Linked DNA regions of Mus musculus: region 2 is linked to region 1. Evidence: chromatin contacts called from public Hi-C data. All regions are on one chromosome and are shown on one strand. Each heading gives the region's core, a stretch centred on a gene start, on an enhancer-like site or on the middle of the called end of the contact. The rest is flanking DNA. Distances are from core to core; before and after follow the strand shown. Region 1 overlaps Sv2c (synaptic vesicle glycoprotein 2c). Region 2 has its middle 48 kb from the start of Gm29543.

What was found. Hi-C and Micro-C count contacts between places; a contact is called where the count stands out from the background.
Region 2: a Hi-C map of the N1E-115 cell line shows a contact between it and region 1, with 2.4 times the contacts expected there. The contact joins two enhancer-like sites. A contact is called at or near these places in 4 of 484 Hi-C or Micro-C datasets (the N1E-115 cell line, embryonic stem cells, nephron progenitors and 1 more) and 2 of 9 other capture datasets (adipose tissue and pancreatic islet).

Annotation. Positions count from the first base shown.
Region 1 is chr13:96,071,630-96,076,424 of GRCm38.p6, reverse strand. All of the region lies in intron 2 of Sv2c (synaptic vesicle glycoprotein 2c), which reads left to right. Among named protein-coding and RNA genes, the nearest start is that of Sv2c, 59 kb to the left of the region's middle. Within about 2 kb of position 2,619, at least 12 of the 459 cell types and tissues checked have an H3K27ac peak or open chromatin away from gene starts, as enhancers often do. A contact at or near this core is called in the N1E-115 cell line, where this site is marked.
Region 2 is chr13:96,178,288-96,183,082 of GRCm38.p6, reverse strand. No RefSeq gene overlaps it. Among named protein-coding and RNA genes, the nearest start is that of Gm29543, 48 kb to the right of the region's middle. Within about 2 kb of position 2,037, at least 9 of the 459 cell types and tissues checked have an H3K27ac peak or open chromatin away from gene starts, as enhancers often do. A contact at or near this core is called in the N1E-115 cell line, where this site is marked.

The DNA.
Region 1 (4,795 bases), core at 1,370-3,869:
CAAAAGAGAAGCCAGTGCTCTCAACCACTGAGCCATCCCTCCAGCCAAGAGAAGTAATTTTTTGTTAAAAATGGAAGTAACAAGGACATCCAAGTCACAAGACATTAATTGAGCACCTGCTATGAGTGAAGTGCTTTGCAAGGTATTTTCTGATCTTTGCTATTTGGGTTTTTCCCCCCGGTGTAACTTGTAATAAGGTGGATTTTAATACACTGTTCTCTCTATGATCGTGAGTATAATACTGTAGGATAGAGCACAGAGTCATTGGGTCTGCCTTTGAGAACTTACAAAAACTCATCTAGGAAGTAACATCTGAGCAGGTATTTGAAGGATGATGCAGAGCTCCCTGGGCAGTTAAGAAGAGTGATGCTCTAGGAAGATAATGTTGCTGTCGACAAGCACGGGCCCTGTGAGGAGTTCACTAGGAGTTGTTGAAGAGCTGACAGAGGTCAAGCTGTAGACCCGTACTGGGAAAGACCTTTACATCAAGAAAAGGAATTGCTTTTATCCTGAACTGAGAAAGAACAGACTGTTAAATCGGGGTTTGGGGAAACTACTATGGTAGCGGTGTAGTGTGAGAAGTGAATCAGATGAGAGGCTTAAAAAGTCAGATGGACATGGAAAAAATCTTTTACTGATGTAGGATGATTGGCAAGTTAAACAATTCCATTCCTCAGTTTTGATATCTGTATGTCAGGAGTAAGAGCACTAGATCTGACTGGTGTCTTAAATGAGAAAAAATTTTATATAGCTGTTAACAATGCCTTACATTGTGCCATTGTTGGTAAAATATGTAAAATCCCACTGTTGCTGCTTAGACTTGAGTGTGATTGTTCTCTTTCAAGTTTATTCCAAATTTTTGATTATTTGGCACCCTGGGTGTGCTCTGAAATTTGATTGCTGTGTTGTATACCCTTATCGTGTTTGCTGTATTTGGGGATCCATAGCTGTGTCTCCTGGGGAATGGTCTCTTTGTCCTCCGTGTCTACTTCAGTGTCTTTGATGGGCTTTTATCTGGGCTGTGAATATGCCCTCTGGCTCTGTTTAGCCTCCTAGCTGTCACCTCAATCTTAATTGAATTTTAAAATTATTAGCTCATGAAGTACAGCCTGTATGCCTATACTAGCAAAATCTTATTTGGATTCATTATTGCCAAACAAGAAAATAAGATTAAACAATCTATCACCAATATAGTCCTCTAGTTCTTTGCATTCTCCTGAGGAGAAATGTTTCTGACACCAGAAAAGAGCTTGACCAAAGTTGCCTGCAAAACACTGGTCCATCCACTGATCTGATGGGACAGAAAGTAGCCAGAGCTTCAGGCCACATTCTTAAAACATCTGGTAATGTGCAATCGATGCAAAGTGTATAGAAAAGAGAATGATAATGGCTCACACCCCTGGGGATGCCCTCTATTCCACAGTAGGTCTACTAGGATGCCTACTGTACATCTCTGGGAATGTGCACCATCCCATGGTAGGTCCATCTCTAGGTAGGCATGGTCTACTATATTTCCTAAGCTTAGTGTGAGCTTGTGGGAAGCTGAAACAAGAGAATCAGAGTTCAAAGGTAGCCTGGGCTACATAGACTGCCTCAAAAACAAAAAGTCAAGCCAAACAAATAAACAACAAAACAAGCAAAAGAATAGGGTAAGGATATGAATTGGTACAAGAGCCCATGTGAGCTTGAGGACCTGGGTTCATGACCCAGCGCCATTCCATAGAAACAATTAAAAATGGGATAATTTAACACATCACAGAACTAACACACACACACGCACAGAGAGAGAGAGAGAGAGAGAGAGAGAGAGAGAGAGAGAGAGAGAGAGACTACATTAATTTTCTGTGTTCAGAGGGATGCTGGAACTGATGATCATCCCTGCACAGATGAGAGCTATTTTCTCTCTTTCTCTGCCTGTTGCCAGAAGCTTCCCAGAATTCAGGGTCCAGATGGGCTCTGCTCTTAGTCAGTCATGGCTCCTCTTGCAGCGTCCCCTAAGCAATTTCAGACTAACTCAGGGCCCTGGTTTTACTATTTTGACCTCTCATGAATATGCCAGATTGGTGACTTTGGTTTCTTTCCCTGGGCAGCATTTGAAGGAAGGATTTGGTTTCAATGAAATATGTTTCTTAAAAGCCAGAGGGGGCTAACATAAGACCTCAAATATTCAGCAGTTAATTATTAATTTATGTGGAATCAGATAATCATAAAATGTCACTTGCTGGTAGAATTTTTTGCTAAATGAGAACTTTTTGGAGGTTTTTAGGGGGTGAGGATAAAATAAGCTGTTAGAGCCAAAGCTCTTTTGCTAGAACTATGGAAGTCAATGTGATTTACATACTTTCTAAATGTCTCAAAAAAGCAAAAGCAAAAACAAATGAAGAAAACCATAAACAAATTACAAACCTCTTAGGGTGGGGTGTAGCTTAGTGGGAGAGATGGGAATTGCCTCCCAACGGTGGTAACTAACATGGTGAGCTTTTGTTTCCTGAAATGTTAACACACTATAAAACAGACACACAACTAAGACCACGCCCTGATGGCTCAGCACAGCCTCAGTGCTATCCTTTCCCTCCGTGCCCTTTCTCTCCTGTCCGTGCTGCCATCTGAACTGTGCCTGATTCATCCTTTGATGCTCTGTGCTGTGGTGTAAGAAGCTGAATAATTAGATCTGTTGATAAACAGCAAAGTGCGTATGAGCTTAACTCTCCAGCCAGGACCCCATGGCACACATCCAAGACATGAAGATCAATGCCAGGCGCGTAGCCAAGTGGGCTAAGGATGCTGGCGATTTGACCTTTTGGTCCATTACTGTAATTCTGTTTCTCTAGACTCAAACAAGACTAATGACCGTGCCTCAGTTAAAAGCCTTACATCAGCAGCTTAATTTTTTTCCTATGGTCAGAAAAAAAAAAAACGATTTAAGAGTTTGGAATTGATACACCATAGATTGAAGGCTTCAACGTTTTAGCTTCTTTACTCACTGGGACATGGTCCCCATCTATAGCTGTTCTTTTATCTTCTGGGCTCCCTTCTTGTGATGAATTCTCTTGTCCCCACAGCCTGCTTGCCATTTGTGTTCTGATATTCCACATCCTATCCATGACTAGTTAGTATGCAGGCTAGTGTGAACTCTTAGGAATAGCCTTAAACTACATAATTCAGCCTGCTATGTTCCTCTCTATTTGCCACTCGATACAACTCTCCAGATATTCCAGCATAAGGGGAAGTTAGAGTTCAGATAAACTTGAACTCTCACACAATCTACTTAAATTTAAAGTGTAGAAATAATAGTGCAATTTTTCCCATAAAAATGCCATGTGTGATATTTGGGACATACTGATACTAAAATAATAATAATAATTTATCATTTGATCATCTGGCATTAAAATTTATCTGGATGACTTTGCTACTGCCTGTGTTGGTAAAGGGAGAGTAGAGAGAGTTGTATGCTAATACCAGGTCTTCTAGGAGCCTGGTATTAGCATACAACTCATTGATCTCCTTGTCTCTCTTTATTGGAGTCACATCCAGTGCTGGCCAGAGCTTAGGAATCAGTGTATCAGAATTTGGTATGTGTGTCTTACCCCATCTCACCATGCTTTCTTATTCAAAATGTGAATTTTAAAACTACATCATCTAGCCCAGCGTTTCTAAGACATAATGGCATTTGCAAGGCCTGGGGATATTGTGAGTGTGTGGTTTGGGCATTGCAGATCTGGAATCAGCCTGCTGAGGCTGGAGGTGTAACCCTCACATTGAGTGGTACACACTGAACCCTGTTCTTTCGCTTTTAGGTTTCCCCACCAACATCCCTGGCAGTTGTGGTAAGGATTAAACAGTTGCCAGGGTGGGAGCTTGGGGAAATAGCAGCACAGAGTGGAAATGTTTGCCTTACTTACCAGCATACAGTAATGACCATGGGCAAATGGTGCTACAAACCATTTCAGGAGAGGTAGTTCTTTGTTTTTTTTTTGTTTTCTAACAGCCAATATCAACAGCTGAAGGATATACATTTTTTTGCACTAATAGACAGTAGCTATATATTTTATGCCTTTTCCTTCACAGTGTGGGGAATCTCACATCTCTAACCACATTCACAGGCACAAATCCTGGTGTGGGTTCCAAGTGTGCAGGGCTTAGTGTGACTTTATTTTGTGGAAATAGCTTCTTGGTGCCAGTGTCATGGTGATGCAATTAGAATATGGTTCCTTCAGATCATTTTGCCCTGCTTATCCAGCCCCATGAAATGTAATGAATTTTCTCTGAGTAATTTTGTTTTCTCAGGAGAACATAGTTAGACCAGAAATAAATGGTACAATTGTGTTAGACTAGCTGTTTGAAAACTGTATGAATCACGCTGCTCACTGGAACAAAACCAAGTCTCGCTGTGGGGGTCAACTTCACGTAAACACACATGCCTACCCGGGGATAGACCACAGAGGTAAGAAGTGCGTGCCATGCCGCTACCCAGTGCCTTCCTCCCATCTTATTGTGTTTATTTCCTGCTTAGTTGTGGTATGAGAGGAGATGGACATGAAGTCTTACCCCCAGCTGAGGAGCTATTGGGAATTGATTGCTTCTGGGAGGCAGAGCATCATTTGGTTTTCAGTGTTGCCACTGGTAGCTCTAGCATGCTCCAGTTGAAGAACACGTAGCCATGAATACAGCTTCAATGCAACTGGAATTTAATGAGATTTAAAAAAAAAAGAGGAGAGGAATTGGGTGGGAAGGGTTTGTAGATTTGGGAGGAAATGGAGGAGGGATAGATATGGTCAAAATTCAACTCATTGGA
Region 2 (4,795 bases), core at 788-3,287, 110 kb before region 1:
TGGCATGAATTATAAGTGTTATGTACACCCTATCATTTAGATATTTGAATATTTAAGTCCAACATAGAAATCATAAAGATTAAGTCTGACATTTTGGGGGCCAATAGTTGAATTACCAATAACGTTCCAGTGATAAAACAGCTTTCCTTAACTTGGCTATTTTGAGGATGCAACTGAGAAGCAACGTTGAGACAGAGATGGTCGGGGGATGGAGGAAGGAAAGGCATTGATGTGTTTGATTATACAAGAACTCTGGGTGTCACTTCCAAGGGAAAAAATCCTTTTTGTACAAGGACCATAAGAACCTTTAAAAGCTGATGTATAGTGGTCTGAAGACTGATCTAAACTTTATATGTCAGCTAGAGAAATAAAACTAGCCAGTGTCTCCAACATATTTTAGTTAGAAGAAAACAAAGTGTGAAACACGAAGCATTGGTGAGTGAAATGAAGGCTCTCCGGGATTTGAGGTCTGTAGTGGGAATGGTGCAAGTGTGTTAGATGTCTGCTGAGTATCAGGCCTCTAACAGGAATGGTGTAAGTGTGTAAGGAGATGCCTGATCAATGGAAAGTCTGGTCAGTGTGTCAGTCACTTATAGTGGGTAAGGGAGACAGAGAGCCTGACCTGCTGGAATAAACCTTTAATCCCAGTGACTTGGAAAGCCTAAGCAGAAGGATCAAAAGTTCAAGACCAAGGTCAGCCTCGGTCACTTGGTGAGACCCCCCACATAGAAATAAACTGTAAACCAGGGCTGGATACTGCTCAGTGGTAGAACACCTGACTGGCTCTGAACTCAACCCCTGGTGATAGGGTAGGAAGAAGAACTGAAGGTTGTGGAGCTGTGAGTTTTGAGGAGACACTGCCAGTACTGTCAAGGTCTTGCATATGTTGTAGATCTGGAGAGATCACTGCATATGGTGATCTGCCAACCATTTGTCAATCGTAGAGGAATTTTTGATGTATTGTAAGAGCAGAATCCAGACTGTTGTATGTTGAAAGGTAAATGGGGTGAGAGAAATGGAGGTGTGAGCACACACCTTCCATTAAGAACATGGTAATAGAACAAAGACTGATAGGAGATAGGCGAGCACTGGTTGTCTTCCTTCGGGAGAAACTGTCAGGGAAGACAGAGAAAACAAATATGGAAGAGCAACAGAGAGAAAGAGTGCCAGCCTTCTTGACTTGAATATGTGAGCCACATGAGTCCGACGCAGCATCTCCAGCAGTGCAAGAGCAAGCGTCTGATCATAATAAATGAACGCCCATTCTAGAAACAAATTGTATTCTGATATTAATAGACTCGTGCCCCCATTCAATTACCACGATACAGAGAAATTTTTATCCATCCTGTCAGCCACTTCCACGGCAACTCTAATGTCCCATCTTTGTCTCGCTTTCCGTTTATCTCACCGTTCCCAATACGCAGCAACGTGCTTCACACTGTAAGGGTTTAATTGATATTGGGGAGCTGAGCTTAATTTGAAACTATGAAATGACAAGTGATATGGGAAAGTGTCAGGTTCCCTTATGTATTTACTTATCTGCTAACATCAGTTTTTCTTCTTTCCTCAGAAAGTTATCTATAATTGAAAGGATATTTTACTGTGATTCATTTGAACCTGTTCTATAGTACATTTCACCCCATTAATCACAGGGAAGATTTTAGCCTCATACCTTCATACGCAAAAATGGCTGGGGTATTGAGTTAGGATGAAAGCTTTTACCTGACCTTCGATTATATCAGAATCTTCTTGGCAAATAGATATTACTTGACTTAGTCTTAAAATCAAAATGAACATCGCAAAAAAAAAAATAACAACAAAAAAAAACCATTGAAATTATCAGTGTTGTGCTGTGTCTTCCTACACTGTTCTTGGATCTAGTTTCTAGTCCCCAGTCTGCAGGGCTGGCATTAATAATGTCATTGAGCAAAACCAGGAGCCTGGGTTACAGGGAATTATCTCATACCACTTTGCAGCAGGGCAAGGCTAGTGTGGGAGCTGGGCGCTCACTCGGATGCCTTTCTCCCCACTCACTTGCTCCCCATGGTGCAATACCTCACAGCTGCATTCAATAAATGCTCACGAGTGTCATTCTGTGCACTGGAGGATGGCTTTCTTCTCTCAGCACGCCTGGTGCATTAACAGACGCCCTCTCAGCCTTAAATGTTATATGGGCATCCTAAGAACCTGGCTCCCATGCGTGACAGGCACTAGAATAGATCCGTGCACACTTCAGGATGGCCACACCCAGCCTCGGCTCCACACTGCTCTAATTCTCTGTCACCCACTGTCTATTACAACAAAGTCAGCTGGCGGGCAAGAGCATTCGTCACCATGTCACCTGCCAATTTCGTTCCGTATTAATTCCCCTCTCTCCTCCACGTGAGCAAAGATCTAATCCTTTTCTATGTGACCTCATCTTCACTTAGACATGAAGGCGTGAGGCTGCCAAACATAGCAAGATCTAACTCTCACAGTGGCTAGACTATCATGGGCAATCGCTGAAAAGCCTGCTATTCTCAAGTCTTTCTGAATGGAAAATAAGTATATGTCTTAAGCTATTTATTTATTTTTATTTAATTTTTATAAATTTTTTTTGTAATTATTTTATATTTTATATTTTAAATGTATAAGATTATAAAATGTATATACAATTATAAAAATTATAAAATTTTAAATATATAAAATTTATAACATTTTATTTATAAAACTAAATTTTATAATTATTTTTATTTAAATATTTTTTATACTCCCAGTTTTATAACTTTTAAAATTTAATTTCATTTTTATTTTTATTCACTTTACATCCGCTCACTGTCCCCCTCCTGGTCACCCCTTCCTACAATCCTTCTTCCACCCTCTTCCCTTCTCCTTTAAGTGGGTGGATCTCCCCTAGGTATTATGACACTTCAAGTCTCTACGATGCTAAGTGTTTCCTCTCCCATTGAGGCCAGGTAAGGCAGCCCAGCTAGAAGAACATATTCCACACACAGGGAACAGCTTTGGGGATAGCCTCCATTTCAGTTGTCCAGGACCCACTTGAAGACCAAGTTGCACATCTGCTACATATGTGTAGGGAGGCCTAGGTCCAGCCCATGTATGTTCTTTGGTTGGATATTCAGACTCTGAGAGCCCCAAGGGTCCAGGTTAGTTGACTCTGTTAGTCTTCCTGTGGAGTTCCTATCCCCTTAGGGGCCCGTAATCCTTCGTCCTATTCTTCCATAAGGGTCTCCAAGCTCCATCCACTGTTTGGCTGTGAGTGTCTGCATCTGTCTGAGTCAGCTGCTGGGGGAGCCTCTCAGAGGACAGCCACGCTAGACTCCTGCCTGCAAGCATGACAGAGTATCATTAATAATGTTAGAGACTGATGCTTGCCCATGGGATGGGTCTCAAGTTGGAGCAGTTGTTGGTTGACAATTCCCCCAGTCTTTGCTCCATCCTCTGTGCCTAGTCTTCTTGTAGACAGGATAAATTTTAGGTTGAAAGTTTTGTAGGTGTGTTGTCTCTATCACTCCACTGGAGTTCCTGCCTGGCTACAGGAGGTAGCCTCTTCGGGTTCCATATCCCCAGTAGTGTGAGTCACAGCTAAGGTCATCCCCATTGATTCTTGGGTGCCTCCCTTATCCCAGGTCTCTTCCTCGTCCTGGAGATGCCCCCCACCTCCTCACCCCCATCAGCTGCAGATTTCCACTCATTTTATATACAATTGTATTTTATATACAATTATAAAAATTAAAATTTATAAAATTTGTGACACTGTATTTATTAAATTATTTATTATTTTATACTTATTTTTATTTATATTTTTTCAGTTTTAAAAATCACATATTATCCTGTCACTGGAAAGTTCAGTGCCGAAGCGTGCGACTGGGACACACGGGGCGGTGGCTTGCACACTGCAAATGTTGCTATTCCCCATGCTCACCCACATCGCCGCTGACTGTTTTAGAAGGCTGATTTATAATGACATCTAATGCTTGCAGATACCAGGTTCAAATTTTGGAGTCAATCAATACATATAAATTATGTTTCTTTCCTCTATGTTTTAAAACCACTGTATCTTTTTTTAGCTGATTCCTTCAGGTGACTTCTATTAATACTGCCCAGAGCCTCTGGGCAACTGTACTTCCCTCTGAGCAGTCGTTTGCTGTCTAATTAAGGCAACAAAAGGTTCCCTATGCTACAAGATCCTTTGTACGGATTTGAAGGGAGGAACCCACCATCTTTTAAAATATTTAGATGCATTAGATGCGTGGTACTTGATGCAAGAACTCTCAAATGTGACCAGGAAGACATGATTATTACAACAGAGTCTAATGGACTTCTGACTTAGCTACTGGTGACTTAGGAACATGGTGGCGCACGCCTTTAATCCCAGCACTCGGGAGGCAGAGGCAGGCAGATTTCTGAGTTCGAGGCCAGCCTGGTCTACAAAGCGAGTTCCAGGACAGCCAGGGATATACAGAGAAACCCTGTCTCGAAACAAACAAACAAACAAAAACAAAAAACAACAAAAAAGAATGTGTGCATGCATGCCTGTGAGTGAGTGCAGGGCATGTTCCTTCAACACCATTCCATCTATCTCCCGTGCTTCTCCTCAACGTAGGCAGTGCTGTTGGGTTGCTATAGATAGTTCCTTACTTTCCTATAGACACAAGCATTTTACACACACACACACACACACACACACACACACACACACACTTTAAATATACATTTATGGATTTCTCAACCTTAACATCATTGATATTTCCTCTGAGGAGAAAATATTCCTCACTGAGAGCCACTAGCATTA